Regions from separate parts of the Pan troglodytes genome. Here region 1 is linked to region 2. The links are chromatin contacts, called in public HiChIP or PLAC-seq maps. All regions are on one chromosome and are shown on one strand. Each heading gives the region's core, a stretch centred on a gene start, on an enhancer-like site or on the middle of the called end of the contact. The rest is flanking DNA. Distances are from core to core; before and after follow the strand shown.

Region 1 (3,690 bases), core at 269-2,768, 400 kb before region 2:
CCCTTTTAAAAGGCATTTACTAAAAAGGGCTCACAACTACGAATCCTCCTCTGTTCCTTTGAGATGTGTTTGTACCTCTTACAACTCAGGAGTGTCTTTCTCAAGGACCTGAAAGCCATCGCTCTGAAATGTAACCAGGAAGGACTGGGCCTGACTCCCAGTCTCTGTGGGAGGATAGTATTTTATCTTAGATAATTCCCAGATAGGAGACACAGCTGGCCTACTTGCGTTTTTACAGTGACCAGCACTTTGTAATTTTTCACCTCCCTGACTCTACTTGAGCCCTCTCTTCCCACTCCCTACTCCCTTCATCTCCCTTTAAAACTCGCAGTCATCTCGGTGAAAATAGGAATGGAGCTCAGCCTTTCCCCTCTGTCAGCAGTTGCGGAATAAAATCCTTTTTCAACGCTTTAATGTCCAGCTTCGTGTATCTCTGACATTGGTAGGTACATATTAAAACTCAGCTGGGCGCGGTAGCTCGCGCCTGTAGTCCCAGCTACTCCGGAGGCTGAGGCAGAAGGATCGCTTAAGCCCAGGAGCTGGAGGCTGCAGCGAGCTATGATCGCGCCACTGCACTCCAGCCTGGGCACAGCGAGACCTCCGTCTCTAAATCAGAGGATTAAAAGCACACACACATAAAACCCCAGATCACTATCAAGACGGGCCTATAAATCTTAGAAGCTTGTCTTACAGGGCCATATCCTCAAAAGCCTAGGATAACTCCAAAGTGATCCCCCCCTAAACCTCATCCCCTCTTCTCTTCCCCCAAGGGCCCCGCTACTTCCTGCTTTCCCCGATTCCTAAATCCACCTCTCCCTAAGCGTCCTACGTCAAAGTCTCTACTTTCCAGGATGCTGAACTTCACCAAACGGAAGCTTACTCTCTTCCACGTTTGGGCTTTTCTCTATTTATCCCTGTCCCCTCAATTTTCGAGTTTCCTCACCCCACTTCCCTTTCCCTGACGCTCCGGGTCTAGATTTCCTCCGGGTCTAGATTTCCTCTTGGTCGCCCCTAGTTTCCCACTCCGACCTCGGCTTCCTCCGCAAGCCGAGCGCCCCTTCCCTCCGCACTCCACTCGGAAGCCCTGGCGTCTCTTTCCGGGGGCGGCGGCCGGTGAGGGGTGCGCGGGACTCGGGCCGCGCCCTGGTCGGCCATTTCGCACACTCGGGGCGCGCCCGGCGGGCTGGGCGCGCGAGGCCTGTCCTGGAGCGCAGGAGTTGAGGGGCTGAAGACCGGGCCGCCCCCGCCGCCGGGGCGGGAACTCACCTTCTCTGAGGCAGGGGCGGGCGTCTACAACTACTGTCCCCCGCCCCGCCAACGCCGCCGGCCAGGGGTAAGCCGCGGTGGAGGTGGCGGAGAGGCAGGAACAACCGCTGCCGCCACCGCCGCCTCCGCCGCCGAGCAGGCGGGATGGGAGGAGGAGGCGGAGACCCGGCTTCCTGAGGGGAAGTCGCCGCCACTACCGGCTTATGACTGGACAGCACAGACGCCATGGCGGCGAGGCGCGCTACTGCGCTTGCGCGGCCAGCCCAGCGCCCAGGAAGCCTCTTGAGCCCCGCCTTGCTGCTTGCTTCGCCCGCTTGGCCTGGCAGTTCCCGGCGCGGCTCTAATGTTTTGCTGGCGCGACTGGTTTTGATCCTGTCCGTCTGCCCTCCTTTTTGGGGCAAGGAAAAGTTCGTGGGGGTCGCTCGCTCGCCTTGGGAGAATGAATATAAAGCCAACTGAGTAAAAAAAAAAAAACAAAAAAAAAACTGGAAATTTACAGTTCCACCCTCAAAGTATCTCAAAAATACATGATCTGTTGCCTTATCAACAGAACCTACAATATAGGTTCGTGTAACAAATGCGCAGTAAGCCAAACACCGACACATTCAGTGCTTAGGAGCGGGGGAAGGTTTATTCCGTTTGGCCAAAGCGAGAGAGCGGGAGAAGTCTCTCAAATACTGACATGCCTTAGAACGTAACTGGGGGGCTTTTATGAGTAAGGTAAGAATACAGAGGGTGGGATCCCCCATGATCAAAGCTGTTTCCTCCCTGGGACTCTAGGTCTCATCTGCCCCATTAGATGATGCCCCATCTGGACCATCAAGGAGGTCTGCGTGACCTAAGGGTCATGGTTGTTTTGTTTGTGATAGGGTCTCGCGTTGTCGCCCAGGCTGGAGTGCAGTGGTGGGATCACCACTCACTGCAGCCTCGACCTCCCAGGCTCAAGCGATCCTCTCACCTCAGCCTCCCAAGTAGCTGGGACCGCAGGCATGCACACATGCCCGGGTGATTTTTGTTCATTTTTTATAGAGATTGGGCAGGCGGTGGGGATGTCTCACTATGTTGCCCAGGCTGGTCTTGAACTTCTGGGCTCAAGTGATCCACTAACCTCGGCCTCCCAAAGTGCTGGGATTACAGGCGTGAGCCACCGTGCCAGGTCCATTGTTCTTTAAAAGAAAAACAAGTTCATCAATCTTGCCAGCACTCTGGGGTTAGGCTATGAAGTTAATCAATCACTAGTGACTACCCTCTACTGAAATGACTACGTGCAAGCAAGCATGCATGGAGGAAGAAAAAGACAAAGAAAAGGAATATAAGTAAAACAAAACATTTTATGATCTTTACAATAAAGCCTCAGTAATAATCTTTCCTTTATTATACCCTAAATACACAGAGTAGATTCAGCACAATCCTTTGTCATCATACGTCGTCATCATTGGTCCATAAATGACCTTTTTCTCTCTCTCCCTGTTGCTCTTTCAGCATGTACATCTATAATATACATTATACACACAAATATGTATGTATGTATATATCTCATCATCTCATCCCCTGTTTCCCAAAGAAATCACTAACCTGGTTTGTATTCATCATTTCCTTTCTCTATTTATTATCACACATAGGCATGGCTAAAACACATTTAGATTGTTTTTAAACGTTATAAGATTTACACCTTTATGCAGTACGCTGGGACTTGTTTGTTTCACTTAATATTTTGAATTTCGTCTAAGCTGTTGAAGACAGGTGTAATTTGTTCATTTCACTGCTGGACACGACTCCACTGATTTTCCTGTTGATGGACACGTCTCGTGGTATACTGTGGAAGCGTTTATTTTGGGTATTCTCTACTTTCCTGTCACATTGCCGTTGCCTTATTTCAGATTCTCATCATCTCTTGCTAGAAACGTGCTAAGATCTCCCTCTGACTTCAACTGCTCCAGTCTACTCTCCATATTGCTGCCAAAGGGTTCTCTCTAAAAGTCATTACTGGCTCCCCAGTGTCTGTTGGAAAAGGTCAAACTGAGTACTGTGAGGTTTCTGTGCACCTCCCTGATCTCATTATCTTTCCACTGCCCTTACCTCCCTACCCTGCTATTACTTGTGATTCAGCAACATTAAACCTATACTGATTCCTGTAAATACCACACTATTGCAAAACTCAACTCACAGTACTGTATACGCTTCTCCCTCTTTCTGGAATGCCCTCTTCTCCACTTCCTCATGAATTTCTCTTTCCCTCAGAAATAAATACTATTCTAAATTCAGCATTTTTCATTTCCATGTATTTCTTTAGAATTTTACTACATATGTATGTACCCCTAAGTAACATGAAATATTGCATTGCATGGTTTAGAACTTTACATAAGTGTTATTATACATATTGTTTATTCATCTGCAATGTTTTTTACATGGCCTTTTTTATAT
Region 2 (3,188 bases), core at 338-2,837:
GGCTTAGACCAGAACGCAGCAAATCTGGGATATTCATTTCTAAATTTCTAACTAGTTAAGGTACCCAAACTGCAATTTGCAGAACCTCTCTGCTTAAAGTTCTCCCATCCCAGACCCCCGTCTCATGATGCCCGTGCCACTATCTCTAGAGGTAGGCACCGTACTTGCTCTATTCAGGACACAGCGAACCTCTCTGGAACCCGATGAGGAGGAAGTGCACCTAGGGACAGCCGGGCTGGACCCCAGTTCTCCCACCGCGTCTTCTGCGAAACGTGATGGAAATCCCAGCTCACACGGATCCCTTTATAACCATCCCTTATCTGAGAGCTCACTTGTAAGTAGACCCTCCCTTCAAAAGGCCTAAGGAACACCACCCAGGGGTAGCCTTCTGTTCTGGGATACAGATTTTTTTCGTTTCTCTAATTGGCCCGCCTCTGCGAATGTGGATGTAAAGGTCAAGCTCCTTTCTCATTGAGTCTTCCTTCCGAAGATCTCCTGCTCCTTCCCTTTGTCCTCTGGGTTGGGTGGTTATTCCTCCATCCGCTCCCACCCGCAGCCTGGACAGGAAGACTCCTGGCAGATCTTCCAACCGCACACCGACCCCTGCGCCGGCCCTCGCGACCCGCGCCCGCCCTCCCCGGCTGGGAAGCACCTGCCAGCGGCCCTCACCTGGGTCGTCCTCGTCGCGGGGCACCTTCTTGAAGCAGTCGTTGAGCGACAGGTTGTGGCGGATGGAGTTCTGCCAGCCGGCCTTGCTGCGCTGGTAGAAGGGGAAGCTATCGGCGACGAACTGGTAGATGTGGCTGAGAGTGAGTTTGCGCTCGGGCGCGCTCTGAATGGCCATGGCGATGAGCGCCGAATACGAGTAGGGCGGCCGCACCATCTTCATCAGGTCCTCGCGGCTGGCCATGGACAGCCAGCCCAGCTCCCCGGGCCCCGCGGGCGCGGCGGGCGAGGCGGGCGCGGCGGGCGCGGGCTGCGCGAAGGGCCGCTGAGAGCAGCCGAAGGTGCCGGCGGCGGGCGGTGGCTGCAGGAAGGGCCCGGCCGCGGCCCCGGGGGGCGGCGGTGGCGGCGGAGCGCCCAGGTACGCGGCGGCGGCTGCGGCGGCGGCGGAGGGCGGGCCTCCCACGCCGGGCCCGTTGAGCCACAGGTAGGGGTTGGCGGCGGCGGCCGGCGGCGCGGCGTAGTCGGCCAGCCCGTAAGGCGCCCTGGCTGCCGGGGGGGCGCCCGGGGCGGCGGCGGTGGCGGCGGGCGGGGGCAGGCCGGGCGGCGAATACACTCCGAAGTTGTCGCCGCAGTAGAGGGCCATGTCGGCGGCCGTGGGCGGCTGCGGCGCGGCCGCGGCGAGGGGCGAGCGGGGCTGGTCTCGCCGCTCGGGCGAGAGCATCCCTTTGGGGGCCAACCCTGCGGCTCCGCCTTCACCCGCGCTGGGCGCCCGGTGCTCCGGGCCGGGGTCGGGCGGGTACTCGCGGAGCGCCTGCTAGCTGGCCTCTTATAACCGAGCCCGGCGCGGCTCCTCCTGGGCCGGCCCGGAGCGGGGCGGTGGCCGCGGGCCTGGGCTCTCCACGCCCCCGCCACGCCCCACCTGCCCGCGCGCCCAAACCCGGAGCCCGCCCGCCCCGCCCCTACCGCCCCTCGGCCCGGGCCCGGTTGCGTCTAGGAGGCCGGCGCCTCCAGGTTTCGGGCAAAAAGCAGCACCCCATTCCTAGCCCACGTTTCTTAACATCATAATAAGTAAAGCCACGAATATTAAAGAGAAGATAACCCGAACAGTACGAATGATTTCTAAAAAGTTAACTTGGGGTGGCCGCTCGGGCCACCTGCCTAGTCGTCCTTTTGGCTTTTCTACCTCTTTCCTCCTAACCTTTTGTGATCGAGTCGCGGAATTCACGTCCAGTCTCAACCGATCGGCTTCCAGTCGAAAATAATCGATGTGATTTACAACGCTTTGGGGTATACGGTAGAGGTTATTAACAGGCCCCCTTGGCGTGTCCCCTTCTCCTCGGGGATTCTGTGATTGGAGGAACGGAAATCAGTGTTGAGTTTTTCTAACCAAACTGTAGGTTCGCTCACATTCGGGAAGCATTTATTCGTTTTCTGTGCGGTTTGTACGGGCTTTCGTTGTGATTTGTTATCTTCAAAAACATAAAGGTGAATGTTTTCAAAGACATTTAAATAAGTAGCTTCGGAATTAGCATTTTAAACCCGAAAGTTTCAAAGTTTTAAGTAATTTAAACTGTGCAAGAAGCGCTCATTTACAAAAACAGCCTCATCTAACGGGCAAGTCTATGACTTGCCCTCTACTTTTGCTAAGTTTTTTAATGCGTCTCCCTGCCTGGGAAACAAATAAAACCTGTAAAATACTGTGGCGACCTCACGTTCCACGTAATCACCCTCGATTGGCTGGAAACAACAATATGAAAATTGTTTATTTTACTATTAAAAGTATTCCTAAATGTGTTCTTAATACGTGACAGGTCTGAGGTTTTCATTTAACCGAGAGGGAGAGGGAAAACGTTTTTTTCTGTTTGCCAATTGCCGACTGGCAGTTCAGAATATTTAATCATTCGGAAACTTCCCTTCTCCTCCAGGGCATTTATTTTCATGATGAAATTAGTTATGTATTTTGGAGGATTTTTTTTTCTTCTGGTGTGTCACTTCTTGAAAATGAAATCTAAAAATATTTAATCAGCAAATTTGGATACCTAAAATGCAAATCACACTTCACATGTCACTATTTAGTCGTCTTTTCTGGGACCAGAAATAAATTATTGTCAACCCTTTAAAGCACTGTTTCTATTCAATCTCCTGGCAAATGCTGTAGAAAAGAATAGTGTTTGTCTTAATTGTCTTATTTTGGTTCAAGGATCTAAAATGTTTTCATAATTTAGATAAGCCCAGTGTTGTTTGTTTTTTTCTTCCTAAATGGCCTGAAATGAAATGAATTTTTTTTTTTAAATAAGGATGACAACTATGAAAGGAAATTGGAAATGGGAAAACTTTTTTTTTTTTTATTGAGACGAAGTCTTGCTCTGTTGTCCAGGGTGCAATGGCGCGATCTCGGGCTCACCGCAACTTCCACCTACGGAGTTCAAGCGATTCTCCTGCCTCAGCCTCCTGAGTAGCTGGGATTACAGGCGCCCGCCACCACACCCAGCTAATTTTTGTATTTTTAGTAGAGATGGGGT

The links. HiChIP or PLAC-seq counts read pairs in DNA pulled down with a chosen protein or histone mark.
Region 1: a contact with region 2 is called in an H3K4me3 HiChIP or PLAC-seq map of stem cell-derived excitatory neurons, with 5 times the contacts expected there. The contact joins the promoter of KRCC1 here to the promoter of FOXI3 in region 2. A contact is called at or near these places in 1 of 7 Hi-C or Micro-C datasets (stem cell-derived neural progenitor cells) and 1 of 1 datasets of contacts at active chromatin or transcription factors (stem cell-derived excitatory neurons).

Annotation. Positions count from the first base shown.
Region 1 is chr12:35,615,314-35,619,003 of NHGRI_mPanTro3-v2.0_pri, reverse strand. KRCC1 (lysine rich coiled-coil 1) reads right to left here and starts at 1,518. Exons shown (of 4, transcript XM_001139925.7): 1 at 1,267-1,518. It overlaps SMYD1 (SET and MYND domain containing 1), which reads left to right and starts at 1,167. Exons shown (of 12, transcript XM_063788985.1): 1 at 1,167-1,333.
Region 2 is chr12:35,219,208-35,222,395 of NHGRI_mPanTro3-v2.0_pri, reverse strand. FOXI3 (forkhead box I3) reads right to left here and starts at 1,587. Exons shown (of 2, transcript XM_525808.8): 1 at 670-1,587. The coding sequence starts at 1,387.